Linked DNA regions of Mus musculus: region 1 is linked to region 2. The links are chromatin contacts, called in public promoter capture Hi-C maps. All regions are on one chromosome and are shown on one strand. Each heading gives the region's core, a stretch centred on a gene start, on an enhancer-like site or on the middle of the called end of the contact. The rest is flanking DNA. Distances are from core to core; before and after follow the strand shown. Region 1 overlaps 1700047F07Rik (a long non-coding RNA gene). Region 2 holds the start of Lexm (lymphocyte expansion molecule).

Region 1 (5,229 bases), core at 438-2,937, 1.1 Mb before region 2:
AGCGTGAATTCGTGACTGCATCTTGAAGGCTCTGCAGCCAGCTGAGTGTAGTGACTTCTAGGAGTCTCCAAACACTGTGTGAAGGAAGCGTCTTCCCTCCATACCAGGCTGCTCCCTGATACCATGGCTAGCTGCAGTCTCTCCAGATCAGAGCCAGTGGTCAGGAGGGAACATGTCAGAGCAGGGTACCATCCTAGACCCTTAATACAGCTCATGTTGTAGGATCCCCAACTAGAAATTATTTTGTTCTACTTCATAATTTTGCTATGGTTGTAAATTTTAACGTAAATATCTGATATGCCAGAGATATCTGATACATGACCTCAAAGGGGTCAAGACCCACAGGTTGAGAACCTCTGCTCTAGGATTAAGGTATTTGGTTTTGTCTGAGTGGTTTTAAATGGGCGGGGGTGGGCACTTCAGAGCCTTTGAGATCAGTGCAGGAAGATGCTGGAGGCAAGTTGACTGGTCACAGGTTGTGATAGCTATCTGGTCAAGCCATAGGTGACCGAGCATGAGTCATGGAATAGAAATCTTAATGGGCGAGACAGACACACAAACAGTTGAGACTCTTCCCCATACGCCCCTCCCCCATCCCCTATTTTTAGGTCAAAGAAATTTCTCAACTGAAAGACTTGCCCAGCCGTTGGCAGCTCAAGCCACCAGACCTTCTTTTTCACTCTCTCCTCTGCCTTCAGGGCTTCTTCACCCCCACCTACCCACCCATCTGGGCCACTTCTGTTCAGCTTCCAAAGCTTTGCCAACATCCAAGCAGTTCACCATGGCTGCTGGTACGAGAGAGTGCGCGACTCTACCTGTGCACACCTGGGTGTCTGGTGTACACTTCCACTGGAGCTATGTATGCACTGGCCTCTTCTGGGAGACACTGAACGATAGCTAGGGATAGTTTCATTTTTGTGTTCCTATGCCCAAGGCAATACCCATCGCATGGTGAGCAGGAAGCCAAGCTAACGAATGCATGCATGAATGAATGCATAAATGAGCACACGCACAAAGCAGTGAATGCATGAATGAGCATGTGAACAAGTGTCCCCGGGAAGATTCCCTTTCCCTCTTTTCCAGCCACCAGGGCGATGACAGCCTTACACTTGTTAGCTTTGCTTTCAGACCGTGTGCACTGTCCCGAGAATGCTTTTAAATGAAACTTCAGTTTTGGAAAATTAATGAGCATCTCATTTGGCAAGGTGGCAAGTTTGAAACACCCGACATGAGCAAAAAATATTTGAGTGTAAGGGAAAGGTAAGGTTAGGGAGAGGCGTGTGATCTGGGGCTACAGATTACAGTGGTTGGTCTCTGGAGCATAATTGCAGACACAAATAATCCCAAATCTGGGAGGCCAGAGGTCCTGTCACAAGTGACCTTGGAATGCATTTGTATTGCATCTCCTCTCCTGAAAGGAGGCAACTGGGAGAAGCTTTGGAATCGGCAAGGAACACCGGGAAAGAGACAATGTTATTATTCTGCCTCAATGATAAAATGTTGCCTTGAGAATTCAGTGCTAGCTTCGCCTGTTCTCCCGAAGAAAGAATATTCTAATATGACGTGCCTTCCTTCCCCTTACTAAGGACTGCATTAATTAGGGAATACTTTCTGAAGTGTAAAATGAAGTCTCTGAGTAAGCACAATTCTTTGCAGAAAGTAGGAAGCCCACAAGTCAGGCAGCCCTACCCTCAGATGTGAAGCCATCTGTGATTTCAGAACAAGCGGTTTTGCTAGCTGGAGGTGGTACGCTGTTGTGAAATGCTAAATTAAATACCACGACACGTTATTATGGCTTCAAAAAGTAGTTACAGGCTTCAATAAGCACACTTTTATCACAAGAACACACAACCTAAAGCCAAAATAGTTCAGTTTAGCATGCCAAAAATCTGCTCACCCCATACATTGTTAGACAGAGCAGTGGGAGAAGGCACCCGGAATTTGCTACCATTTCTCTCCATGGTAGCCAACATCTCCTATCTTCTTTGGCAGGGAGGCCATTTTTCTAGGCTGTATTTTGCACACAGAAATCTGCATACAGTGATTTGCATACCAAAACCACATTTGTAAAAAGAAACTGTTTGCAGGGAAGCCAGAGGGATAGGGTTGCCACCGTTGGCTTCTCTGTACAGTGCCCCCAGGTGGCTTGCCTTTCATTCTCCTCTGTGCTGAACCCCCCCGCCCCCCCACAAAGTGTTACGCACTTTATGAGGCATTAAAAATTAAAGCAAATGTATTCTGTGTATTTCCACAAACCACTCTAACAATAACAATCAGGCAGAATCATCCTTGCCAACAAACAGCCCATCCATTGTTCATTAAAAGGCTTGTAGTGGTAACTCTAAGACCCACAATACACCCAGATTTTATTGTATATCATTTTAAATATAATCTGTCTTCAGGGCAGGTGCTGTGATACCGGCTTTTATATAGGGGGAAACTGAGGCAAGCCAGATGTAGCAAGGCCAGGTTTGGAAACCTACTCCTTCGTCCCCTCCCACCTTCACCCTCTTTCTCTATGTTACACACTGTTGTGCCCCAACCCCACTTTGGCTGACCCAATCAGTCTGAGGTGCGGTTCCATGTTGGGAGAAGGGTACCACTTTGGTTTCCCACCTTTTTTTTTTTTTTTTTTTTTTTTTTTTTTTTCTGACCAGACCCGGGGCGCATGACCACACCTAAAGCTCAGTGAAGGTGTCTCATAAATTAATCCAGGGGCACACTGAGGTGAATCCAGGGGCAAGTGGCTTGTGATGATGATAACGGTGTCAAGAGAGCAGGATGGGTGGCTGCACAAAGGCCACACATGGTCATTGAGATGCAGCAGAAGTCTGAGGCTCAGTGCGCATGCGCCTCAGTACCAGACCAGCTGCGCTCTCAGAGACATAGCTCGTTGGTGTGGGCTTAATTATAATGCTACTTAAAGAGACCTTATCAGAAGCAAGTCAGATACTCTGTGCACTTACGTAAAGAAAAGTCAGTAGTAGTTTTTTTAAATTGGTTTATCTGATGAGCATTTTAGATTTTTCCAGTTTACAGCATTTGAAAGAAATTAGCCATTTCTGCAAAGAAGATAAAGGACAGATGGAAAAGGCTGCAAAAGCTTGCAAAACACAGGATTATAAACGTTTGCTTTCTTTAAAGTTGTCCCTTTGTTTTTATGTTTTTCTCCCTTAATCTCCATTTCCAAGCACAAAACTAAACTAACCTTTAGTCATATTCATGTTTAATCAGACCAGCATTGTCTGCGGGCTAGCAGCTCTGAGACCTTCCAATATACTAGCTGCTGTTAGAGACTGGTCTTCCTGATGCTTTCAGTAATAAGCTCCATTTGATGGAGATCACAACAGCTCAGTCCTTTGGCAAGTTCCAGCCTGGACACATTAAGGGGCTGTGAAGGGCTCTCGAAGCAGCCTCATCAGGAGAAGTTTGGCCTTGTCATTACAGCCTGACCATAGCTAACCTCCTGAGCCTCAGTTCCCTCACTTGTCAAATAAGGCGAATGCCCAGCTGACGCTGCCTGCCCGATGACCACGTCTGTCTTGTTCCTCGTTAGGGATGGTGATAAGCAGAATTCCGGTTTTGATCAGGTCAGCAGATGAGTGTCACACAGAGCTAGGGAGTGATCCCTATCTGTGGTGGTGATGTTACAGGGAGTCATGTGACTGAACCATGGCCAGTGAACATGAAGGGAAAAGCTTCCGAGAGACATGTTCCCCTCTGGTAAGAGAGACACACAGGCAGAACGCTCCCGAGCCTTTGTCCCCTGGCTTCTGATGGAATAATTGCGATATGATAGTGCGTGATCTCCATCTTAAAGACGACATGAGAGGACATTGTCACACTAAAGATGACAAGGCAGAAGGACCAAAGTGCCTTGGCCTCAGGAAGCAACCTACCTACCTAACTCCTCCTCTTCCGTGTCTACTTGTCTCCAGATCCCTTAACAAAGAGATCTCTAGCAATTAAGAGCTTTGTGGTTTAATCTGCTGTGCAATGGGTTTTATACTGCTCATATATAGTCCTAATTTAGATGGACACCAACCTCACATGATGGCTAGACTGTATGAAGGAACTGATTATAATGATGTCTGGCATAGTAAGGAGCTGTGGTAAATATCATTGACCAAACTTGTCAAGCATAGGCAGTGACTTAAAAGGAGATTTCAAAATACAACATGGGTAACCAGCTTTATGTTCTTAGTGGAGAGGAGACACTGATGGAGAGACCATGTAGCCATTGCTTTCTTCCTGGGAAGAATTGCAGGCAAGTCACAAGATGCCAGAGATGAAAACCTTGTGGTCCTCTGCCAGGCTTCCACCCACCCCTCATCACACAACCACCCTCAGCAGCCCCCCTCACAGGCTGACCATCTCCTGTGTCTACCAGCCCACCAAGGTTCAGAGTGCTGCCACCCAAAAATTAAGAAGTTAGGAATGCCTTTGGGAGACATTTCTCACTGAAACTACCCTAGTAGATTCTCAATAAATCGTCTTAGTGTGGACCGAACTTTTTGACTCCACTTCATTTTAGTGAAGAGATCAGGGGCAAACCAGCCTGGGCGTCAAACACATGAGCACACTCAATGCCTTATGGCGCTTACCTCTAGGGGCAGCCCACATGTTGCTGAAAGAAAGCCTTCTTTCTCCATGGCTGCAGGTCTATAAGGTGAACGGTAGCCTCGGGGCTTTCCCAGTCTCTGAGTTAGTAACCGTATTTATGTGTCTGTTATTAAAAAGGAAGTAATACAAATTAATCAGGAAATGTAATAATAAATGAAGAGAACTTCTGGCTACCTTGTAGCCAACTAAACAAAACCACCAATTCCTAACACTTAGGCTAACTCAGATTTTATTGTATGCTAGCTACGGACCTGCTTTGTTTAAATCCACTGGCCCCTCTTTCTGTCTTTACAATAAAGGGCAAAATTAGCAGATGCCTAAATCCATACTGTGAAGTGATTCTCCAAAACTGATGATCTCTGCATAGTAGAGACCATGATATCATTCCTTCCTCAGAGGCAGTTTCCAGCCCTTACCGCACAGTGGATTTTAATACTGATTTGTATGGCATTTAGCATTCTCTGTCGGAGTCAGCAGTTTGCTCTGTGCAGCTGTGGTCTTAACTTGATTGAGGAAGACAGAGGTAGGAGTTGCAGAAGACTTTAGTGTACCCACAACAGTCTGCATCGCCGATTCCGGAACACGTTCCTCCTCCCACCCCAAGAA
Region 2 (5,826 bases), core at 2,221-4,720:
TCAGAAATCTGCCTGCCTCTGCCTCTGCCTCCCAAGTGCTGGGATTAAAGGCGTGCGCCACCACGCCCGGCTCCATTTAATGTAGCTCTGAGATGGAAATAGAGAAGGTCCCATCCCAGTCCCCACTCTTTCCTCCAAAAAGGTCCTCAAGTGCCCAGTAACTGCCACTCCACTTTCTCTTTCCACATTTGAATACGGTAACACTTCAAGTAAGTGAAATAATATTTGGGTTTTTTTATGCCTGCCTTATCATTTAGCATAATGACTTCAAACTTTATCCATGATGTGGTGTAAGAGCTTCCCTTATTAATTTTGTACCTCTTTTTTTTTTTTTTCAGACAGGGTCTCTATGTAGTCCAGCTGGTGTCATGGTTACTAGGTAGCCCTGGTTGGTCTAGAACTCTCCTAACTGCCTCAGGCACCCAAGTGTTAGGATTACAATGCACACAATCATTGTTGGACAGCATTTCCTCCCTTTTTAAGGGTGAGCACTATTTCACGGTCTATATTGTCTGTATCTATCAGCCCTTGTTTATCCATCATTTACCACGGTAAATATGGGTCGTGATTATTGTGAATGAAGTTGCTACAAGCAGGGCTGTATTATACAGATATGTGTTTGGGTTCGCTGCCTTTACTCCTACAGCACATACTAAATGGGATTGCTGGGGCGTGTTGTAAGTCTATGTTTACTTCTTTGAGGAACCACTGTGCTATCCCATAGCAGCAGAATCATTATATTTGCCCATCACCAAAGCTCAAAGTTTCCAATTCCTCTACATCCTTGCCAAGACGTGTCATTTTCTCTAATGTTCATATTAACCATCCCGGTGGGTGGGCTAAGCTTTTGATCTGACTCTAGGAAGATGAGTAGGTGTTGGGAGGGAAGGGAGTGAGCGGGCGGGCATGCGTATCGCAGAAGCTGGAAAAATTGAAAAGGCCAGTGGTTTCTCTGCAACTTAGGGTAGCCCTCGGGGCCAGAGTTGCCCGTAGCTAGGGCTCACAGAGAGTGGGAAAGAGGTTGCAAGAGATAAGACTTATAAGTAAGCCGGGCGATGGTGGCGCACGCCTTTAATCCCAGCACTTGGGCGGCAGAGGCAGGTGGATTTCTGAGTTGGAGGCCAGTCTGGTCTACAGAGTGAGTTCCAGGTCAGCCAGGGCTATACAGAGAAACCCTGTCTTGAAAAAACAAAACAAACAAACAAACAAACAAACAAACAAACTTAAAGGTAGCAGCCAAAGCCCCCTCCCAGGCTCCGTCCTGGTTGAGACACTTGACTAAATTACATTGACAATGATCTCTGGGTAGGCTGAACTCCTGCAGCTCCAGACCTCTCAAGCGTTGAGTCCTGGATGGGTTGTGCGACCCATGCTTTACTAGACGTGACCAGGACCATTTATTCTGTCTGAGCCTTCAATTTCTTTCCTGCAATAATTAGAGTGGAGATGGAGGGGTGGTGGTAGCACCTATGGAAAAGGATGAATTAGTTGGCCAGGCAAAGTTCTATGACAGGGAGGAGCTGGACTGTTCGTGGCAGGTGGCCTCAATACAGAAGTGACTCACCATGGCCTGCTATGCCTTCTCTTGCAGCCAGGACTCTGGCCCATGCATGGACTTTGGCTGGTGTCTTCCACCACTCCTTCAGCTGTCCTGCAGCCAAGGGGATCACTGTAGAAGAGAAGACATGGGCAGCTACAGGCCGGTCTGTGCCACTTCCCCAGGAGTGCCTAAGGAGGCCCAGGCTGGTAGAAGGGCCTCCTGCTTAGGGCAAGGACAGCTACGACGCCATGACATGTTAGTATAGCTCTCCAAGGAAACTCTAGTCACATGCCCTGTCCCAGGTGGGGGAATGGAGGCCTCATGAGCATACCATGTCCAGGGTCACCTGGCGTCACCAGCAGGACCAAGCTTCAAATTTATGGGTTCCTGATAAATCGTACTACATTTATTCACTTATTTATCACCCAACAAACATTTGCTGTGTGTTTGCTATATGTCAGGTACTGTGTCAGGAATGAACAAGACAGTCTCTCTCTGTGGGCCTCTGAGAGGCCCTTTCCCAGGGCCAGGAATTGCCTCCTGTAGATGTTTTAATCCTCTCAGGAGCCTGGGAGATAGAATGTTGCTTCATTTCCCAGGTAAGCATGAGGAGACTTAGAAAGGGACGCCATGGGCTGGTGAGATGGCTCAGAGGATAAGAGCATTGACTGCTCTTCCAAAGGTCCTGAGTTCAAATCCAGCAACCACATGGTGGCTCACAACCACCCGTAATGAAATTCAGACGCCCACCCTCTTCTGGTATATTTATAGACATCTTTAAAAAAAAAAAAAAAGTAAAAAAAAAAAAAAAAAAAAGGGACACTACAGCTGATGTCTCTGACACACACACCCCCCCCCCCCCCGCTCAGTGGTATACTGTGGTCGCTCTATCAGCTGTGACTCTGTGACTGCCAGGCCTGGAGCCATTAGTCCAGCTTTCCATTTAAATACCAACTGTGGTGTGGGTCTGCTGTAGGAGGCTGCTGTGCCTCTGGTGTGCTTTGCCACTGGTTGGATGCAGGACTGAAGGTATCTTCCATCGACCTCCAGTTATCTTGTCACAGGAGTGGGGTGTAGACAGACATCTGTTCCATCTCTGCTGAAAGCCCTTGCAGGGCTCTGGGGTAATGAAGGAGACATTAGCACAGCCAGAGGATGCTATCAGTAGGGGAAGGGAGGAGGAGGGAGAGCTGGTCACACCAGGTTGGGGGCACACCCTCCCCTCTTTCTTCACCTAGCAAGTGATTCCTCCTTTGGGATTCTTCCCTGAAGTGCCTGTCCACAGGCTGGGCCCCACCCCATTCCCCACCTGCTAGCCTGGCCAAGCTGTGGAAGTGGTTGTCAGAGGACAGGGACCACATTTGGGGGCCAGTCGTCCTTTAGTGTCTGCTCAGAGTGGATATCTGAGGTTCTGATGCCACTGCATCCCTTCTGATGTCTCTAAGTACCTTCACCTATCTCTCTACTTGTCCTCCACGTGCCATCTTCCTTGGCTTCCCCGCCCCACCCTGCCCTGCCACGCCCCTCTCCCCATCGCTCCCCTCCCCCGCCAGAGTTCCATCCAGCAGAGAAGGACCAGAATTCCCAAGTCTGCTCTCCCCTCCGTTTCCCTTACAAGGTGAACATGAAGGCAATTTCTGAGCCTGGGCTCTCCCCAGTATAAGCAGAAATAAACAGATTCTCAGCAAGTGACAAGAGCTCTCTCATTAAACCCCAGGGGGATCCTAAGGTCTGAAGGAGCCCAGGAAGGGTCTCAGGCAAGGCAGCATTGGGAATATAAAGTGAATGATAACGTCAGGGGGCAGCCAGCACGCTGGAGAGCTCCCACGTGTCACGAAGCAGGTCTGTACTTGCTGAATCATAACGCCCCGGTTGCGGGTTGCCGTGGCAGCGCGCGGTGTCAAGGGGGTGTTGTGCCGGGGTGGGGGCAGGCTGGAGTCTAGGCTCAATGAGACCTCGCACCCACGGCGCCCCCCCGCGCAACATCATGTCCACCATCCCCAAGTGGTTCAAAGGGGCGCCCTTTGGGGTGCAGAGCCACAGGTGGGGCCCAACTGCTTCCTGGCCTAGCACCCAGGATCCAAGGGAGTTCCTGTGGCCCCACCAGCGCCTCTGCCTCCGCCTCCGGGAGGAAGGCTAACCCAGAAGGCTGGAGCCCGGGAAGGAAGGGAAGAGGGCTGGCTCGCCCCTCCCCCACTCACTTTCTCCTCCTCCTCCTCCTCCTCCTCCTCCTCCTCCTCCTCCTCCTCCTCCTCCTCCTCTTTTCTCCTCCTCTCTTCCTATGTAGCCCTGCTTGGACAGAACTCACAGAGATCTGCCTATCATTGCCCTCTCTGTGCTGGGATTAAAGCCTCTAAGTTTGTTTGTTTTCTGTTCCATTTTTGTAGCAAGTTCTTGCAAACTATTTCCAAACCACCTAATGTAAAATATTCATAGAGGCCACATGGTCTGCCCATCCCATGAAATTTAGCTAAAAAGTTTTGTTTGCAACCCAGGTGTCTTATTTCTTTTTTCTTTTTCTTTTCTTTTCTTTTCTTTTCTTTTCTTTTCTTTTCTTTTCTTTTCTTTTCCTTTCCTCTCTCTCTCTCTCTCTCTCTCTCTCTCTCTCTCTCTCTCTCTCTCTCTCTCTCTCTCTCTTTCTTTTTGAGACAGTCTCTCTACATAACCCTGGGTGTCTTGGAACTCACTCTATAGACCAGGCTGACTTCAAAGTCATAGAGATCCACCTGTCTCTGCCGCCCAAGTGCTGGGATTAAAGGTGTGCACCATTATGCTCAACTGTCATATTTCTTTTTATGTTCTATTATGTAATATAGTTGCATATAAATGACCTACTATGTGCCACACACGGTTCTAGAATCTGTGATCATGAGGTGGTCTGGATAATTAAACGTATATGAAAGATGATATGAAGTATCCACCCTGTAGTATAACATCTATCTATCTACTTGAGCTGGGAAGGATAATGGTAAGAACTCTGAAGAAGAATGAAGCTGTAGGGAGAGGCAGAGCATAGGGTGGGTGGCAGAGCATCTCAGGAACTCTCAAAATGATGAAGCAGATCCAAAGTGACATTCAAGGGTCAGCTCCAAAGTCGCCTGTCCTGGGAAACCAACTGCCTGTCCACCAGGGCTGCCCCAGTCAGGACCAGATGGGCCCTCACTTATACCTCTCTTAGGTTTGATGTCTCCGCTGTCTATCCCAACCAGAAGAAATTCAGCACCTTCACAGAGGCCCCATACTCCAGACATCATTCGGTGGAACTGGTGAGCCTGCTTCCTTTCACGTGGTCTGTGTCCCGCCCCCAATACGCCCGCGCATGCTCCAACCGCGTCCCTTCCCCAATACACCTGCGCATGCTCCAACCCAAGCTTGCCTCATTCTTGGCTCCAGATGTTTGATAAACTCAGGACTATGCTAGAACCCTAGGAGTTTAAGGGCCGCAGGCTTCCTCTTCCACAGCTGTTTCTACTCTGTATTTCCCTGAAGTGGAACAAGGCCAGTCACAGAGGTGGTCAGGACTCGATCTTGAGTGCTGAGCTCCTCCTGGTCGTCAGACTGGGGAACTGTCTAGTTTAATTCCTAGGCCAGGGGTGACTTGCACATGCAAAGGGGTGGGGTAGGTGGTTATGACCGACTCAGCTGAGAGCCTGCTTTAACTTAGTCCCACATAGGACCTGGGACCTATAACTCCAAGGATACCTGCTTCAGCAAGAAGTTCCTGGAACAGAAGTTGGGCTCAGGATGGTCCCAGGCCCACGAAGCCACTCGGCTGACCCAGCTACCCCACTTCCACTACCAGGCCATCAAGAAGGAAAAAGAGCAGCAGGTGAACTTCGGGGCATACCCTTCCCGACCTCTAGGAGCAAGGCTTCCTGTCCACATGGCTATCCCTCCAGAGTCCTAGTGGATACAGCTTCCTCTTGGAGAACACCGTCACCCTTTGGGCTCTTCCTGGCTGGACCTCCCCAGGTTCCTTTTCCATCCTGCGTTCTTTTCTTTTGGGGCAGGTGCACAAGCGTGGCCCTGGCTCCTACAACATCAAAGACTTCATAACTGAGCTGCAGAAGAAACCACAGAGCAAACGGGGGCTGCTCAGCTCTGGGGAGACACGTTTCCGAGGTTTTATTGGGGTACGTGAGCTTGTCTCTTCCACCCTCCGTCCTCTGTGGGAAGACTGTTGCTGTTTGGATGTTTGACAAGCACCCTTCTCTGAACCCGTCTTCTCCCTAGGCTTGCCCAGACCTTCCTGGCTTTCTTGTTGGCTCTTCTGCTCTCCTGTGTCT

The links. Promoter capture Hi-C pulls out the DNA fragments that hold promoters and counts their contacts.
Region 1: a contact with region 2 is called in a promoter capture Hi-C map of hippocampal neurons, with 3 times the contacts expected there. The contact joins the enhancer-like site here to the promoter of Lexm in region 2. A contact is called at or near these places in 6 of 39 promoter capture datasets (embryonic stem cells, hippocampal neurons, liver and 3 more), 1 of 15 datasets of contacts at CTCF or cohesin (embryonic stem cells) and 2 of 484 Hi-C or Micro-C datasets (both in embryonic stem cells).

What each region holds. Positions count from the first base shown.
Region 1 is chr4:107,714,714-107,719,942 of GRCm38.p6, reverse strand. 1700047F07Rik (a long non-coding RNA gene) reads right to left here. Exons shown (of 4, transcript XR_867984.2): 3 at 4,605-4,726. Among named protein-coding and RNA genes, the nearest start is that of 1700047F07Rik, 28 kb to the right of the region's middle. Within about 2 kb of position 1,687, at least 61 of the 459 cell types and tissues checked have an H3K27ac peak or open chromatin away from gene starts, as enhancers often do. A contact at or near this core is called in hippocampal neurons, where this site is marked.
Region 2 is chr4:106,614,882-106,620,707 of GRCm38.p6, reverse strand. Lexm (lymphocyte expansion molecule) reads left to right here and starts at 3,470. Exons shown (of 10, transcript NM_183182.3): 1 at 3,470-3,583; 2 at 4,719-4,806; 3 at 5,205-5,369; 4 at 5,551-5,673. The coding sequence starts at 3,489.